Regions from separate parts of the Mus musculus genome. Here region 2 is linked to region 1. A link is a contact called in public promoter capture Hi-C data. All regions are on one chromosome and are shown on one strand. Each heading gives the region's core, a stretch centred on a gene start, on an enhancer-like site or on the middle of the called end of the contact. The rest is flanking DNA. Distances are from core to core; before and after follow the strand shown. Region 1 holds the start of Igsf21 (immunoglobulin superfamily, member 21). Region 2 holds the start of Padi2 (peptidyl arginine deiminase, type II).

Evidence for each region. Promoter capture Hi-C pulls out the DNA fragments that hold promoters and counts their contacts.
Region 2: a contact with region 1 is called in a promoter capture Hi-C map of liver, with 6 times the contacts expected there. The contact joins the promoter of Padi2 here to the promoter of Igsf21 in region 1. A contact is called at or near these places in 4 of 39 promoter capture datasets (the 3T3-L1 cell line, hippocampal neurons and liver), 2 of 484 Hi-C or Micro-C datasets (both in cortical neurons) and 2 of 115 datasets of contacts at active chromatin or transcription factors (embryonic forebrain and embryonic stem cells).

Annotation. Positions count from the first base shown.
Region 1 is chr4:140,244,148-140,251,515 of GRCm38.p6, forward strand. Igsf21 (immunoglobulin superfamily, member 21) reads right to left here and starts at 2,664. Exons shown (of 10, transcript NM_198610.2): 1 at 2,155-2,664. The coding sequence starts at 2,224.
Region 2 is chr4:140,904,994-140,912,546 of GRCm38.p6, forward strand. It overlaps Padi2 (peptidyl arginine deiminase, type II), which reads left to right and starts at 1,367. Exons shown (of 16, transcript NM_008812.2): 1 at 1,367-1,556. The coding sequence starts at 1,441. It overlaps Gm46719 (a long non-coding RNA gene), which reads right to left and starts at 4,861. Exons shown (of 2, transcript XR_001784481.2): 1 at 4,737-4,861; 2 at 3,981-4,269.

The sequences.
Region 1 (7,368 bases), core at 1,414-3,913:
CTGGCTACGCCAGGTGCACAAATCGTGGGCATCACCACCGCCTGCTAAAAGGGCGCCCTCCTCTGGCCCAGCCCGCCGCTCACGCTCGCGAGGACTCTCCCTTTGCTCCCACCTGGCAAGGTGGCACCTAGCCTGGAAAGGGAAACTGGATCCCACCCAGAGGATTTCACACCCCTATAGAGAAGAAGAGCCTTGGAGCCTCGGGGGTCCCTGAGCCCAGCACAAGTTTCGAGTCCGAGATCTGGGCCTGCAGAGCTGAAAGGAGGCGTGTACCCCCACCCACGTGCCCTGGTTCCACGCGTTCACCCTGGCGCCCGGAGCAAGCCCTTCCCGCAGCCTGCAGAAGCTAGCGAGCCGAGTCAAAGCTCCAGGGCGCCGGAATAGCTCTCCGCAGCCAAGCCGCTCAGGCGCCAGCTCGCAGGGTGGGGTCCTGACGCAGTCGGGGTTTCCCACCCGGTTCTTCCCCTCCCCTCCCCCTCTTCGTTACACCGTGTGCATCCCAGGTTGAGAAGAAGGGGAGCTTCCCGTTCGGGCCCCAACCCCCAATCCTGCTCCCTGCAGCGTCCAGGTGAGGGCTCCCGTGCCTTTCTACAACGTCTAGCGTCTTCTCGGTGGCGCTGGAACCCGGAGCCTCCCACTTGGAATCCTTCCCTCTAGAGACATCCATCTCAAAGGGGGAGCTCTTGTCCCCAAAGTTACAGAGAGATTTAATATACTTCAGAAAGTATTGGCACCCAGAGAGGGTAGGAGGGACAAAGTACCTGCCTGACATTCCTTTGGGTCTCCACCAGCTCCTCCCCCACTGCCTACAGGACCACCTCCCAAGGCTCAAATTCTCCCATCAGCGGACCAAGCTCTCTCTTCAAAGACTCAGGCGGTCGGAGGGTGTAGGTTATTTTAGAGGCACGCCCCTTGGAGGACAATTTCAGAGCTCATATAGGTTTTTCTCAGTTTGCGGGACAAGAATTGACCCTCCACCGCGGCCTAAATGGGACAGAGGCCAAGGCTCCATCCGAGACAATGCCTACTTTTTCCACTCTCCCACCTCCCAGGGTGGCCACGCTCTGATTTCAACACCGGTGGTTGGTTGTGACTTGACCTGGAGAAGGAGCTTCCCCCACCCCCTACCCCCACCCCCGCCCCCACCCTCTGGAATCCCCCACCTATGACTCTGTTGGCCCTGCCTCCGCCCTGCTGGGCTGGCATCTGCTCCCTGTTCCCTGCCCGGAAGGCACTGGGGCGTCAAGTTCGACTTCCATATCATTTAAGACCCACCAGAGGGCGGCGCTGGGCAGGGTGCCCCTCCTCCCAGGTAGCCCTAACCATACACTCTAGAACTGCTCCGCACTGCTGGCTCTGGGCAAGCCTTTGAGCTCCAGTTTCCTTCCATCTGGTTCAGCCTAGGCCATGACCAAGCCCATGCGGGACACACACACACACTCACACACAGATGCGAGCCATACTGTTGAAACTCCTCCAGCCCCAGATGTGCTCACAGTTCCCTGCCCAAGTTCCCTCGATCTGCACCTGCTCCCAAACCCAGAGCTTCTAGGACCTCAAGTCCTGTACTTCCACGTGTAGCTGGGTACACTCCTGTCCAGCTCTAACAGAAATACAGTCACCGGCTGTCACACAGCCCTCTAGAGACCAGGCAGCACACCGGGGATCGGCGTGAACCGCCACACCTCAAACACCCTTTCCTTAACAGGCTCCCACATGCCGCGACGCTCACACACTTACCCTCCTGAAGGAGTTCACACCCCCAAACACTCAGACTTTCTCTCTCACCTCTCCATGCAACTGATCTAGACTCTCTGTTACCTCTCTCACACACACACCATCACACAGCCACATCTAAATGTACTCCCGTGCCCTCTCCAAACATAGCTGATTCTCGGACACTCACAGACCCAACAAAGACACACACACACACACACACACACACACACACACACACACACACACACACACACACACCACTGGCACAGACCCACGAGAGCTTTCTCCAAAAGATCTATCCTCTCTTCGCTGCACGGAAGCCCTCCTGGACTGTGCCTACAGCCCGAGACTCCCAGAGCCATCCGGGCCCGCGCCCTTCTCGGTCTTTGCGCGCATCCCCCGGCCCCGGGCTTCCGCGGGCGCCCGCACACTCACCGCGTGCCAGGTCCAGAATCGCGGCGAGCAGCAGGCAGGAAGCGCGGCGGAGGCTTGGAGCAGCTTGCATGGTGTCCAGAAGCTGGCGGCGCTGGCCGAGGCGGCGGCGGCGGCAGCGATCGCAGTGGCGGCGGTGGGTCCCCTCGCCATGGGCTCAGAAGCGCTTGTGACCCGGGCCGCCGGCCGTGGCGGTGACGAGAGGCGAGGAGAGCCGAGGGGAGGTCCCCATGCTACTGTAGCCCGGCCGCCAGGCTACCCGGGGCTGCTCTGGGCTGTACCGGGATGCTCCGGGCTGCACCACCAGGCTACTCTGGGCTGTAATAGGATGCTCCGGGCTGCACCAGACGCACTGGCTGCTCCGGGCTGCACCGGACCTGGCTGGGGCGCGCAGCTGCTCCCGGCTGGTTGGCTGCGATAGGCGGCCACGGCGGCCGGAGTCGGATCCGTGGCGGCAGTGGCGGAGTTTGGAGCCGAAGCTCTGCCCGCGCCGCCGCGCTCTGCCCCGCGCTCGCTCTTCTCGCGCCCCCTCCTCTCCCTCCTTTCCTGCCGCCCCGCCCCCGCCCCCCCCCACCCCCCGCGCTGCGCTCGCTGCCGTATTCTACAGACTTTTCTTTAATCCGTTCTGGGCTGTTCGGCTCTCGTCCGCTAAGCCGATTTATTGCAGAGAGGAGAACTCGCCCCCCTCCCTCTCGGCTTCTACCCTCTGCTCCCCCCACCCCCATCTCATCACAACTGCTTGCTTGTGAGCTGCATCCTCCCATACACACACACCAAGCTTCGCTCCACCCGAATCGCCCTCCCCACCCCTCCACCTGGACGTGTCCCTGGACGCCCCTTTCCTCCGCTTGGTGGATGCAAGCACCCTTCCTCCTTCCAGGAGAGAGAGATGCTTTCCCCGGAGGGATGTAGGTCCTCAGGGCTTGCTTTGACACCTATGAACGTCGTCCTTAGGGGCTTCAGAGCTTCAGTGTTCCACAAATAAGGGCTACCCTCCAGCCCGCGCCCCGCGCAGAACAGCTGCATTGTATGTGCAGGCTGGACCGGGCAAGGGAGGCATCGACTTTTTCTTCTGAGACCAAGATGTCACCTTAAAAAAAAAATCAGGGCTGACACCCCAGCTCCTCCACCTGAGAACCGGGGTGGGGTTGAAACTTGTGTCAGATCGTCGCTTTGATCGCTCACGCACTATTGAGCCTGGGCTGTGGGGTCTCCCACGTGAGGAAGAGGCAGGTGCTCCTAGCTCTTAGGGTGGTGGTGGGGGTGGTGGAACCAGGAGTTAGATCGTCAAGTTCCAGAATGAACAGCAGAACCAGAGAGTGACTCTGAGCCCCCAAACCAGGACCCAGGTCTCCTTATGCTGCATTCTCCAGGGAAGTCCCAGCTCCCCTATCTTTACTAAGCTGCTGCATCCTTGTTGCTCAGTTTACTTAGCCGGGCAATGGGTACACTGGCAGCCCCACTGGCTGCAGGCCTTGGGAGAGGGGTGGGCAGTGAGTAATGGCCTGGCAGGTGCTACTAGGAAAGACTTGTGCCAGGATGCCCCACGGAGTGACCCACTCTCCTCCTTACCCTCTGCAGCCTTGTCAGCACATGGCCTTTCAAGGCAGCTAGCTAGCTAGCTGCAGTTCAGGGTCGCTCAGCCTCCCTGCTCCAGGGAAGGAGCGATTTGCATTTATTTAGATCTGAGCGAATACGTTCACCTGACAGGCTTTAGAAGGATCCTCTTAGTAAAATAATAATAATGATCGTAATAAACCCTTATAAATAGGTGTTTGATTACAGTTTGTCCCTCCGTGGGTATTTTTTTTTTGAATCAGACTAATTGGTTGCTAGACTGATTGGGCTGGATCTGGCTTGAACACTGGAGTCTTGGGCCTTTATCCTTTCCCTGGCTGTTCTCCACTCCCCCTTGCTACGCCTCCAAGTCTCATCTTCCCCAAGCTACTGAGGGGTGAGCTTGAGGGCATCTCCCCTCCCCTCCAAAAAAAGCTTCCCCCCCACCCACCCCCCGCTAAGCAAGCCAAGGGAAGAGCACAACCCTTGCCTGTCTGATCCTGCCAGTCTCTCCCTCCCACCTCTCTGCTTCTGGCTTAGGAAAAAGCTATCCAGGATTCTAAGCCCTCGGTGTGAGAGGTTCCCTGGCTGAGGAGCTCCAAGCCCAGATGCCCCCCCGCCCCCCCTCCCGGGCTGGGCTAGGCTTACAGGAAATGCATGCATTGCTGTGTGGCCTTCCATGCTCTTGGAGTCTAGGTGCAACAGGATGGAGCCAGGTGAAGGAGGACAGGCAAGAGTTCTTCAGAAGGCCAAGTGGGCGTGGCTTCCCGGCCGCACCCACCTACCACTGTCCTTGGGGGAGGAGCTGAAAGGAGCAGGTCATTGGTGAAACTACCCATCAGTCCCAAGCTTAACCAGCTGGGAAAGAGGGCCAAGGTATTGTCTCCACGGAGTCCTCTAAGAATGGCGTCAGTGGAGAGGGTGGAAAGGAGAAAAGAAGTTTGAAACCAGGGAAGTCTGGTTTCACGGCTGAGTATCTTGGGCCTGGAGTTTTTTATACCTTAATGGACCCACCTTTATTCCCAAATCATCTTCACTATCCACCCTGTCCTTGAACATTACCCTGTGGAGAAAGTACTGTTCACCCTGGCCCGTGGCACATAGTAGGTCTTCACTGAGTATTGGATGGATGGAAAAATGAATGTAAGGCTGAATGAGGTTGGATAACTGGTTGGTTTGTTCCTTAGCTCTGAGCTCAAGCTGGTACTCGGTGGGTGCTCAGAGGCAAGCTGTAGCCACGAACCTTCTCAGAGATCCAGGATTGTGACGCTACTCCGCCCTGGTGCAGAGTTGGTTTCCCTTGGAAGGGCCAGGCTGCCAAAGCACGCCTATTACCATATGGTAATGATAATAGCAACAGCCCGCCTCCCAGCTCGGCCAAAAGCCCCGCCCCTTCGGCTCCATAAACCACAGCACTGGAGTCCTTTCTTCTGCTGCATAGAAAGGTGACTCGGAAGCACAGTCAGTTAACAGGGGGCTCTGGGAAACTAAGGCAAAGGAGAAGTCACCCAGGGCAGCCACAAGCTTTTCATTTAGTTTATGTCTACTGCTGCCCGCCAGAGGCGGTGCTTGCAGTTTGCTCTCCTGGCACTCAGACTCTCGAGTCACAGTGAACCACGCCTCTCTCTTGGGCTCAGGTCCAGTAGGAACCGTGAGCCTCTAGGCAGCCAAGGTGCAGCTATCTGCCTGCCCGCCCGCAAGAGTGAGCAGGTCCTAATCCTCTGTCCTTGGTGCTGACACGGGCTCTCCCGACAGAGGGTGCTAACACAAAAGCAACCTTCTCCGCCTTGCTCCAGGGATGGACACCCGGAGGTCACGATGGAGTTTTAAGTTCTCTTCTCCAGGGACAGGGTACCACTGGCTCTCACAGCCTTGTTTCCAGAGGGTGGGCTTTGTAGGTTTGGGGAGAGCTACTTGGTGGAGTAGAGAATATGAGGACCTGCCTCTGTGCGCTGGGTGCTGTCAGAGACTTCAGCTTGTGAAACAGTAGCAGATCAGTGTGTGCGGCATGACTCCTATTTTAAAGATGAGATGGATGAGAAACAGAGAGGTAAGCAGCAACTTTTCCAGGGGAACAGCTAGTGATGGACTCAGGTTTGAATGCAGGATCCACTTCAAGGCTAGAGCTTTTGCATGCTTTCCTTGGCCACCTGCAATAACCCCACAGGGATCCACATGCATACATACACAGGGGCTCGTGTGTGAGTACACACACATGCCAGATGGACAACTTTCATGAGTCCATTGTGTCCATTTATTGGCTCCCATCTAATCATCACGGAAGTCCTCCATGGCAACTTTGTGTACACATGACTTACAGATAAGGAAACTAAGTTGCAGAGATGCCAGGTGAATCGTGAAGATAGGGTAAGGCAGAAGATTCTGAACATAGGGACCAGGTACGGGCATAGGGACCAGGTACAGGCTTCTCTCTCTCTCTCTCTCTCTCTCTCTCTCTCTCTCTCTCTCTCTCTTGCTTCTCTTTATGCTGGCAATCAACACCACCGGCATACATCCCACGCAGGACCCGTTTATCTAAATTAAACACAACCAGAAATGATGGCAATACCCAAACCGATTGCGAGCCAGCCACTTGGAATTAAGCCTTACATCTCCTCCTTAACAGACTTGGCCCACCTACATTGTCAAGATTCCACATATTCCCCTAGAAAAGGACGCCACGGGCTGAGGTGGTAATCTCCTCACAGGACACGCACAGGGGTGCTAGGTATCATTCACCCAGATGAGGGAGTTGGAGGCCAGGGTTCCCCACACTGGGTCTCACACAGAGACCATTTGTGAGCTTGTAATGAAAATTCCTCAAAAGAGGGTTTCATGGCTAAGTCTACTTGGAGAATGCCAGTAGTTTCCTCTCAGCTCACAGGAGCACAGTAGCTTTGTTGGATGGGAATCTGCCTTTGCTTATCACCCCTCTTCTTATCAATTCTTATTAACATCTATGTCCCCAGGTGTCTGTGACAATAGCGGACAGGTGACAACAGTAGCAAATAGAATGACCACCGCTGACTGATGACATGTGTCACTAGCTAAACGCAGCCTGCTTGTTTGGATGCTTTGCTTGTACTAGTTAATCAAGCTCTGCACAGCCCTGTGGAGTAGACTCTACCTGTGGGTCCATAGAATACAGAAGGACATGAAGGGACAGATAGTGAAGTCATTGCCTAACGTCACCTACCTGGTATATGGTAAAGTTGGCATCTAAAGATAGACGACCCCTTGCTGATCTGTCTCTCTGCTTTCTGACCTATGTTTCCCAGCCCATACTCTCCAGCCCACCTCTCTATGCTGAAGTTGGAGATATCTGTTCTGTGTCCTCACAGAGCATTGTGGGCCTAATGTGTACAGGACCACAGGTGATTCATCTGATCATTTGGGCCAAGAAAGATGGAAAGTGACTGTTGGGGGGAAGGAAGGGATAGATGGATGGATAAATGGGAGGTTGGATGGATGGTGGATGGATAGATGGATGGAAGGAAGGAAGGATGGATTGGTGGATGGATGATGGATAGATGGAAGGATTGATGGATGGAAGGATGATGAATGGAAGGATGGATGGATGATGGAAGGATGGATAGATGATGGATAGATGGAAAGATTGTGGGTACACAGATAAAAATGGATGAAAGGATGGGCAGATGA
Region 2 (7,553 bases), core at 117-2,616, 660 kb after region 1:
TCTTGCTTGCCTGCAGAGGGGTCCTCAGACCCGAGCCCACCTTAGCAGGGCAGGGGTTCCCAGTCTGGTGCCTCTTGGATTCTTTCCCACAAGCTGCCTCCTGATTGGAGAACGCTCTCCCAGGGACCAATCAGAAGTTAGCAGCTTCTCCCAGGATCTGAACCCCAAGCCTTTCAGGAGACAGTGACCCCTCTGGCTGAGATTCTGGCTCTCTGCTTCTCCACCCACATTCCTCCTAGATCCCTGATACCCAGGAACAGCTGGGGTCTTTACCATCTCCTAATTTGGGCATCTGGAGGAGAAGGATGGAGTCGAGGGCCGCTGGGCGTGCCTGGGCATACCTATGAGCAATGCGTTTAATTCAGTGTGCCCTTTGCTGGGGCTCCCTTCAGTCCCCCTCCCTCTCCAACATTCACCCCTCCACCCGCCCTTCAGTCTCCATTCCCTTAACGAAAAAGCCACTTCCTCAAATTGCATAGCCCCAGGGTTGAGTTCAGAAAGAAAGGGCCTGAGGGTGGGGTTCAGAGTGCTTCAGACCCCACCCTGCCACTAGATGTCACGGTGCACCTTGGCCTTCAGGACCATACATTGACCTCTACCTTGGCACGTCTTTTGGTGTCGCAGGCTGGAGCCCTAATCCTCTGCCCCGTCAGCCCATTGTCCTTCAACCAGGCACATCCTCCCAGCCACCGGGAGCCACCCAAATCTCCATCCATAAACACCACACAGATCAGTCCTCTCCTCGCCAGTCCTCTCACGCCCCATCCGGGGTCTTCACTACTGGCTCCAGCTCAGTATGCTCAACGCTGTCTGGGGCAGCCAGAATGCACTCCCAGATAGCCCCATTCCAGGCTCATGCTGTCGCTCTCATGCCTGGGCTTAGCATTCTGGTCCCTGCCAGGGCCACAGTTCCCCCCACTCCACCCCACTCCCTATTTCTCATGGCAATGTGGATCTAATATGGGGGGTGTCCAGCTTCCAGAAGGTGTTCAGGAGGCTCCTCTCCACCCCCTGGTGTTGCCAAGATCTTTAAGAAGCCTCAGGGTTTCCTCTGAGAAGCATTCTCCGGCCCCAGACTGGCTTTGGTTGCCACCTATTCACTCCTGCCCTGTCCCTTCGGCTACTCCTGCTCGCACTTTCTGCCCCTCGGAGCTGGAGGTGAGGGGGAGCGTCCAGAAAGGGGAATTTACTGAATAAAAGAATGAACAAGCCAAACACGGAAAACAGGAATTGACAACTTGCGGGCAGAGGGGCTTGGAGGGCGGGGCCAGGCTTGACGGACGGGTTTGCAGATCCAATCCAAGAGGAGTCCGGCGGGAAGCCCCGCCCACGCCCCGCCCCCGGCTGCTGCTTAAGGCCGCCGGCTGCTCGGCAGCGAGCGCAGGCGCAGCAGCGGAGGGCTTACCTGCAGCAGGTGCTTATTCCTGGGAGCAGCACGGAATGCAGCCGCCTATACGGGAAAATATGCTGCGGGAACGGACCGTGCGGCTGCAGTATGGGAGCCGCGTGGAGGCGGTGTACGTGCTGGGCACGCAGCTCTGGACCGATGTCTACAGGTGAGCCGAGAGAGAGTTACCCTCTCACCTACCCTTCACAAATCTTGAGACCCTGGACCTGGCTCCAGTATCCAGGTTGCCCCTCAATTCGAGATCCTCAGAAATCCAGAGAGAGTCCAGGCCAGGATCCACTTCCATGCAATCCTGAGGCCCCTCTAAGACACACAGTTACAGCCCCTGTCACAGCCTCCTCTCTGAGACTACTCCCTAAATCTAGCCTTCTCATGACTGGTCTTTCCAGCCCCTCTCCTGGGTGACTTTAACACACATGGGCTCTCTGTAACACGCCCCTTTCACTCCCCCATTCCTTCTTGGCTGACCTTTCACCCCAGCCCAGCCTCCTCCACCAGTGGACTGCCTACCCCTGCAAGCAGAAACAGCCTGGGATGTGCTGGGGACTGACTTGTCCAAAGGGGAACTGCCCACGTGGAATCTGGCCTGGTACTTATCCGATTTCACCCTCCGGGGGGTTGCTGGTGGTTGCCTGTCCCGGGGCACTGGCTGTGAGCTGTGTCCCCAAATACCTTTCCTGACTTCACCCTGAGATCAGAGAGGGGTCACTTTCCACCCGCTATGGCCCTGGGAGCCAGGGCCCGTTTCTTCCCCATTTTCTCTGCCCACACGCTCGCTCGATGGGGGTCAGGGTACCTGAGACAGAAGGCTGAAGGAATCTCGCAGAGTGTGTCCCACAAACCCAGAGAAACTGATAGGGTATAGTGTGGGACCTAGGAAAGGTGCTATGGGGAAGGAGTAGTCTGAGCAGCCTGAGAGGCCACACTGAAGCCACCATCTGCTCCGAGCACTCTCAGTGTTCTGCCTTGCGAGGGAGGAAGGGCTTCATGCTGGAGGGAGGGGCATGCCAGATTCTGTGCCTGTACATCCTCTATGGGCCGTGTTCCCAGACCATTCTGACACTAAAGCGCCTGACTCTCCCGAGCCTCCCAAAGCCCACCTAAGCACCCCCTCATGCTCTTCTGCCCGCTCTCCAGCTCCTTCCCACTGCTCGGCCACTTCACAGGAGGCCCCGGTTCCCGCTGGTCTCAGCAAGCCTAAGACGGGGCCCCTCTCTGCTCCTTTAGCCCTTAAGCCTCAGCCCCAGCCTCCACTTCACCTGGGCCTGGACTTCAGTGGGCCTTCATATAGACCCCAAAGCAGGATTATAACACAGGGGTGGGGTGTGGTCTAGGCGCCAGTGGCCTGGGAGGGTGCCCATCTCTCCCCACTCCCTGCTCTGAACTGGGCATTGCCAAGGGGTAAGCCAGGATCCTGGGCCCTAAGCCACAGTTGTCACCATGCCTGTCAGCTTGCCTGCCGGGGCACTGTGGGGACTCTCTGAAAGACTGGCATGCTGCCTCTGCTGGGGGCTAAGGAAGAAAGGGGGTCTGTGCCTAAGTCCTTGTCCTTGCTCCACCTAAGCAGAGAGAGGCCCAGCACAGTGGAGGGCAAGGGGACAGGTGTCCACTAGCCTCAGCCAGGACTCAGTTCACAGAGAGTTCCCCAACACCAAGAGTCAGCACAACCTAGACCATAACCTGCCCAGAGGAAGCTGTACGCAGGCCACCGTTGTCATTGCAAATGTTGTAATAGTCTACCTTTAAAAAAATAAGTTAACCAGACGTGGTGGTACACACCTGCAATCCCTACACACCAGAAGCTGTGGTCCGAGGACCACAAGCCGAAGGCTCATTCATACTACATAGTGAGTTCCAGCTCAGCTGGGGCCGCACAGCATGACCCTGTCTCAGTATACCCCCAACACATGCATGTGTACCTCAAAAAGGAGAAAAAACAGCCCGTAATCCCAGCACTGGGATGGGAGGCAGAGGCAGGAGGATCGCTGTATTATTCAAGACTAGTCTGGTCTACATAGTGAGTTCCAGGACAGCCAAGGCTACACAGAGAGACCTTGTCTCCCACCCCACCTCTAAGAAACACTCATAAAAGTTATTTCTTGTAATTAGTACTGGAAGCTGGGTGTGTGGTGCATGCCTTGAACCCAGCACCTGAGAGGCAGAGGATGTCCACGGATGGAGCCCTGTGAGCTTGAGGCCACGGCAACCTCCCGGCCAGACAGGGCTACCTAATAAGACCCTGCCTGTCTCAGAACAACCAAAAGAAAAGAAAAGGTGGACCTGGAGAAGTGACTTAGAGGGTAAATGTGTCGCTGTTAGCGTGAGGATCTCAGCTTGACCCTCAGGTTCCCATGTAAAAAGCTAGGTGTGGCTGTGTGCTCCTGTGCTCTGTGGGGAGCAGAGACAGAAGGTCGCTGGGGGCTTATCAGCTCGGTTCCAGGGTCAGTGAGAGCCCCTGGCAGAGAGTATCAGCATAGGACACCCAGCATCTTCCCCTGGCATCCATGTCTACTTATCACACCCACCTGCAACACATGCACACACATAAAGCACACACACACACACACACACGTTAGAGAGATGGAATTACTTTAATGCTCATGCAATAGTTTGTTAAGCCCAATGTATCCAAAGTGCCGTCGTTGGAATACGTGATCATGGAAGATAGTTCATGAGAAAGCTGCTGATCTTCGCCTGTGACGCTTTGTGATCCTTAAAGTTCATCTGGAGTGATAGTGAGCTGCTGGTTGCTCTGCAAGGGTCCCACAGTCACCTATGTTGATGGCCACTGTCCCGGATAGCACATGTCTGGACCAGAGACCCAGTATCTCTCTAGGTAATTCTTTGCTGAAGGGACTGTTCTGTAGAGTATAACGTAATGAGTGGTATTCCTGCCTCAGCTTACCCACTGTGAGTCGCAGCCTCACTCCTACACGATATGACAACCAAAAATGCCTCCAGACAATATCAGATGTCCCAGGGAAAGAAAGTCGTGTGTCAAGGGACCTCCTTCATCAGGACATGTCCAGTATCTGTAGGGACAAGCCTCTTCTCAGGTGGAAAGGACCAGAAGGGGTCTTAACACTAGGAAAAGATGCACTGCCCCTCTTGGTCCTGAATGAGACCTGGAAGATGCTTTTTGAGCATCCTGGTCTGCAAACCAAGAAAAAGAGGCTCAGAAAGAGGAATACATTTGCCCGGTGACAACCAGGACACAGGTGTGAGTCATGTACCTCAGAGCTCATGCTTCCCCCTAGCCACCCTCCACCCTGGATGGGAGTCCCCTGCCCCTTGAAACATTGACACCTCATCCTGCCCCACTTCTCACCGAGTCCTCCCTAGCTGAGACACAGGTTCTGGCTCAGGACTCCAAGAGATGCTGTCACCCCAGGGCCTCTGAGTAGATGCCACAGAGCAAGACCTGTGTGTAGCGCATCCAATTATGTAGGAAGGAGGGTGGGGACCCCTCATTCTTTCATCACGTCACAAAGGGGAATAAGCAAGCCCCACTCCACAAGGCTGAGGGTGAAGGGAAGGTGAGCCTCTTTCTTCCAGATCTTTAGGTCTTGGTAGGAATTGCCTGTCAGCCGGACACCAGTCCCCACCATTATCTCCTGTGGAGTGAGAGGTCTCTGAGGAACTTAGAAGTTGTTGGCACAGTAGAAAGAGACAATTTATTATTTATTTTGCTCTGTTTTTGGCTTTTAAAGATCTTATTATTATTGGGCTGGAGAGATGGCTCAGTGAGTGAGACCGGAGTCCAAATGTCTGCACCCACAGAAACACCGGTGCAGAGAAAGGAGGCTTGCAGGGGCTAACTGCCTAGCAGCCTAGCTCCAAGTCAGTGAGAGACTCCAATTCAACGAAATGAGGCAGGACTCATGCCTTTGATTCCAGCACTTGGATGGCAGAGGCAGGTGGATCTCTGTGAGCTCCAGGTTAGCCTGATTTACATAGTGAATTCCGAGACAGCCAGGGCTGCACAGTGAATTGTCTTAAAAAAAAGAGAGAGAGAAGGAGAGAGGGAGAAAGAGAGAGAATAAGGTGGAGATTGATAGAAAAGAGAAAAGTACACTCTATGTCATCTGGCCTCTGTGAGTCTGCACAGATAAACCCACATGTGTACACACACACACACACACACACACACACACACACACATACACACACACACACGAGAAAGAGAGAGCACTTGCCATTATTTACTTAATGTAGCTCCCTAACATTTATTGAACACCAGGCAACCTTCCGAATATTTACATGTCATTTAATATGTATGTGTAATTTGCATATGCCCCGCCCCCATACCGTCACGGGGGAGGGGGTTTGGGGGGGAAGGAGCTGTTATCCCTTTCATCCTTAAGGGACATAAAGTCAGACCACACGACTGAGGAGTGGTGGAGGAGCAGAGCCCAGGCTGCTCTCCCAACCTGTCTTCCTGAGGCTCCCAGTTTGATTGGGGGGCGTGGCTCCTCCCTGCTCTGCCCCTTACAGAGCCATGGGGCGAGCATGTGAGCACAGCGGTTGATGGTTGCTGAGTTCCTAGCATGATGGTTGCTGAGTGCCTAGCATGAGACTGAGCTTGCCATTTTCAACCTCAATAGGCAGGCCCTGTTGGATGGGTCCACGGGAGGTCAAGGGTATGCGGCAGAGCTTGGCAGAGCACCGACACTTGCTGCCGAGAGAGTGACGCCAGGCCAGGTCCCGTGGCCCCATAAATTAGAACAACACCCAGAGCCCTGGGCCTGGGACAGGAGGCGCTGCCAGGAGCTACTTAGGATTCAGGTTTCAGGCTGGTGCCCAGGAGTGGGAGGGCTGAGAAAGGACCTGGCACCCCACGTGCTAGGCTCACAGTCGCTTCACTTAGTGGGGCCCCTGAGGCTCTTCCTCGCTGAGCAGAGGTCCCCAAGTTAGGAAGACAATGTAGCCCCAGGAGCACACGTCCCCAAACACCAAGGTTTAGAAGTGACTGGCTCCTCTCCTGCCCACACATAGCCATGCTGGACCCTGAGCCCAAGAGTCCAGGACAGGAAGCCACTGTTGATCGTCCCCATTGGACCCCAGACTCTTATCTACAAATAAGCGGGATATCAGGGGGATCTTGAGACCCCCATGAGCCTCTTGATCAAGCCCCACTTAATCTTCTCTGGGTCCTTGCTTGGAGGACCATGGTGAGGACTCCAATCTATGGGCTCTCCCAGGCTCGCACAGTTCATTCACGCCCTGCCGTGAGGGTCCCGAGACCTCTCTGAAGCAAGGATGGATTCTGCAGGAATCTGTGTGCTTGTCTGTGAAATGAGATGGGTCAGGCAGGCTTTGTGGGGTTGTGTAAAGTATGGATTGAGAGCCCGTGGCTTGCAGTGGTAAATTCTCCGTAAGTTGTTGTTGTAGGTCGGATTGGGTATATTACAGTATACATATTACATCATGATAAACCAGTTACTGCCCTCAAAGTGTTCATGAGACCCATGGGAAAGACCCTGTTAGCATTTGGGGCGCTGGCTAAGGGAAAGAGTAAGGTGATCTGGCTGATGGGATCGGGGAAGACTTCCTGGAAGAGGTGGCAGCTATGCTGGGTCTTGTAAGACGGGCAAGGGTTCCTCACACAACAGATGATAATTCCCATGGGAGCAAACCCACCTGACAGGAAAGTGGACCCCATGCAGACAGTAAACAGGTAATTTCAGTGGCTGGGGCCAAAGATCAAGAAATGGGCCCTTTGGGTGCTTTGCTCGGGGATTAGATGTTGTTCTGTGGGTAGGAGGGAGTTCTGGAAGGCTTCTGAGAAAGGGAGTCACCAGAGATCAGACTGTTTCTTCCTGTGGACAGCACCAGCACCCTGTGATGGGTTCCTGGTAGACCAGGTAGAGAAGGAGGCAGGCTACATACATGCTAAGGTTTGCCTCCATCGACCCTGCCCCGGCCAGTGCCAGCCCTCAGGACTCTGGCCACCACAATAGTGAGGATCGGGCATGAGGCCTGGGCTGAGATCTCCCTCCCTCACCTCACCTCTGTTGCTGAGGGTGCTTACGGGGCTGGCACCCACAACTCCCCCTTCCAACTCCTCCAAAGTCTCGGGGGCAGGATGTCACACCCCGGCTGCCAGGAGCTGGGGTCACTCCAAGGATGAACCCCGGCTGGTGTT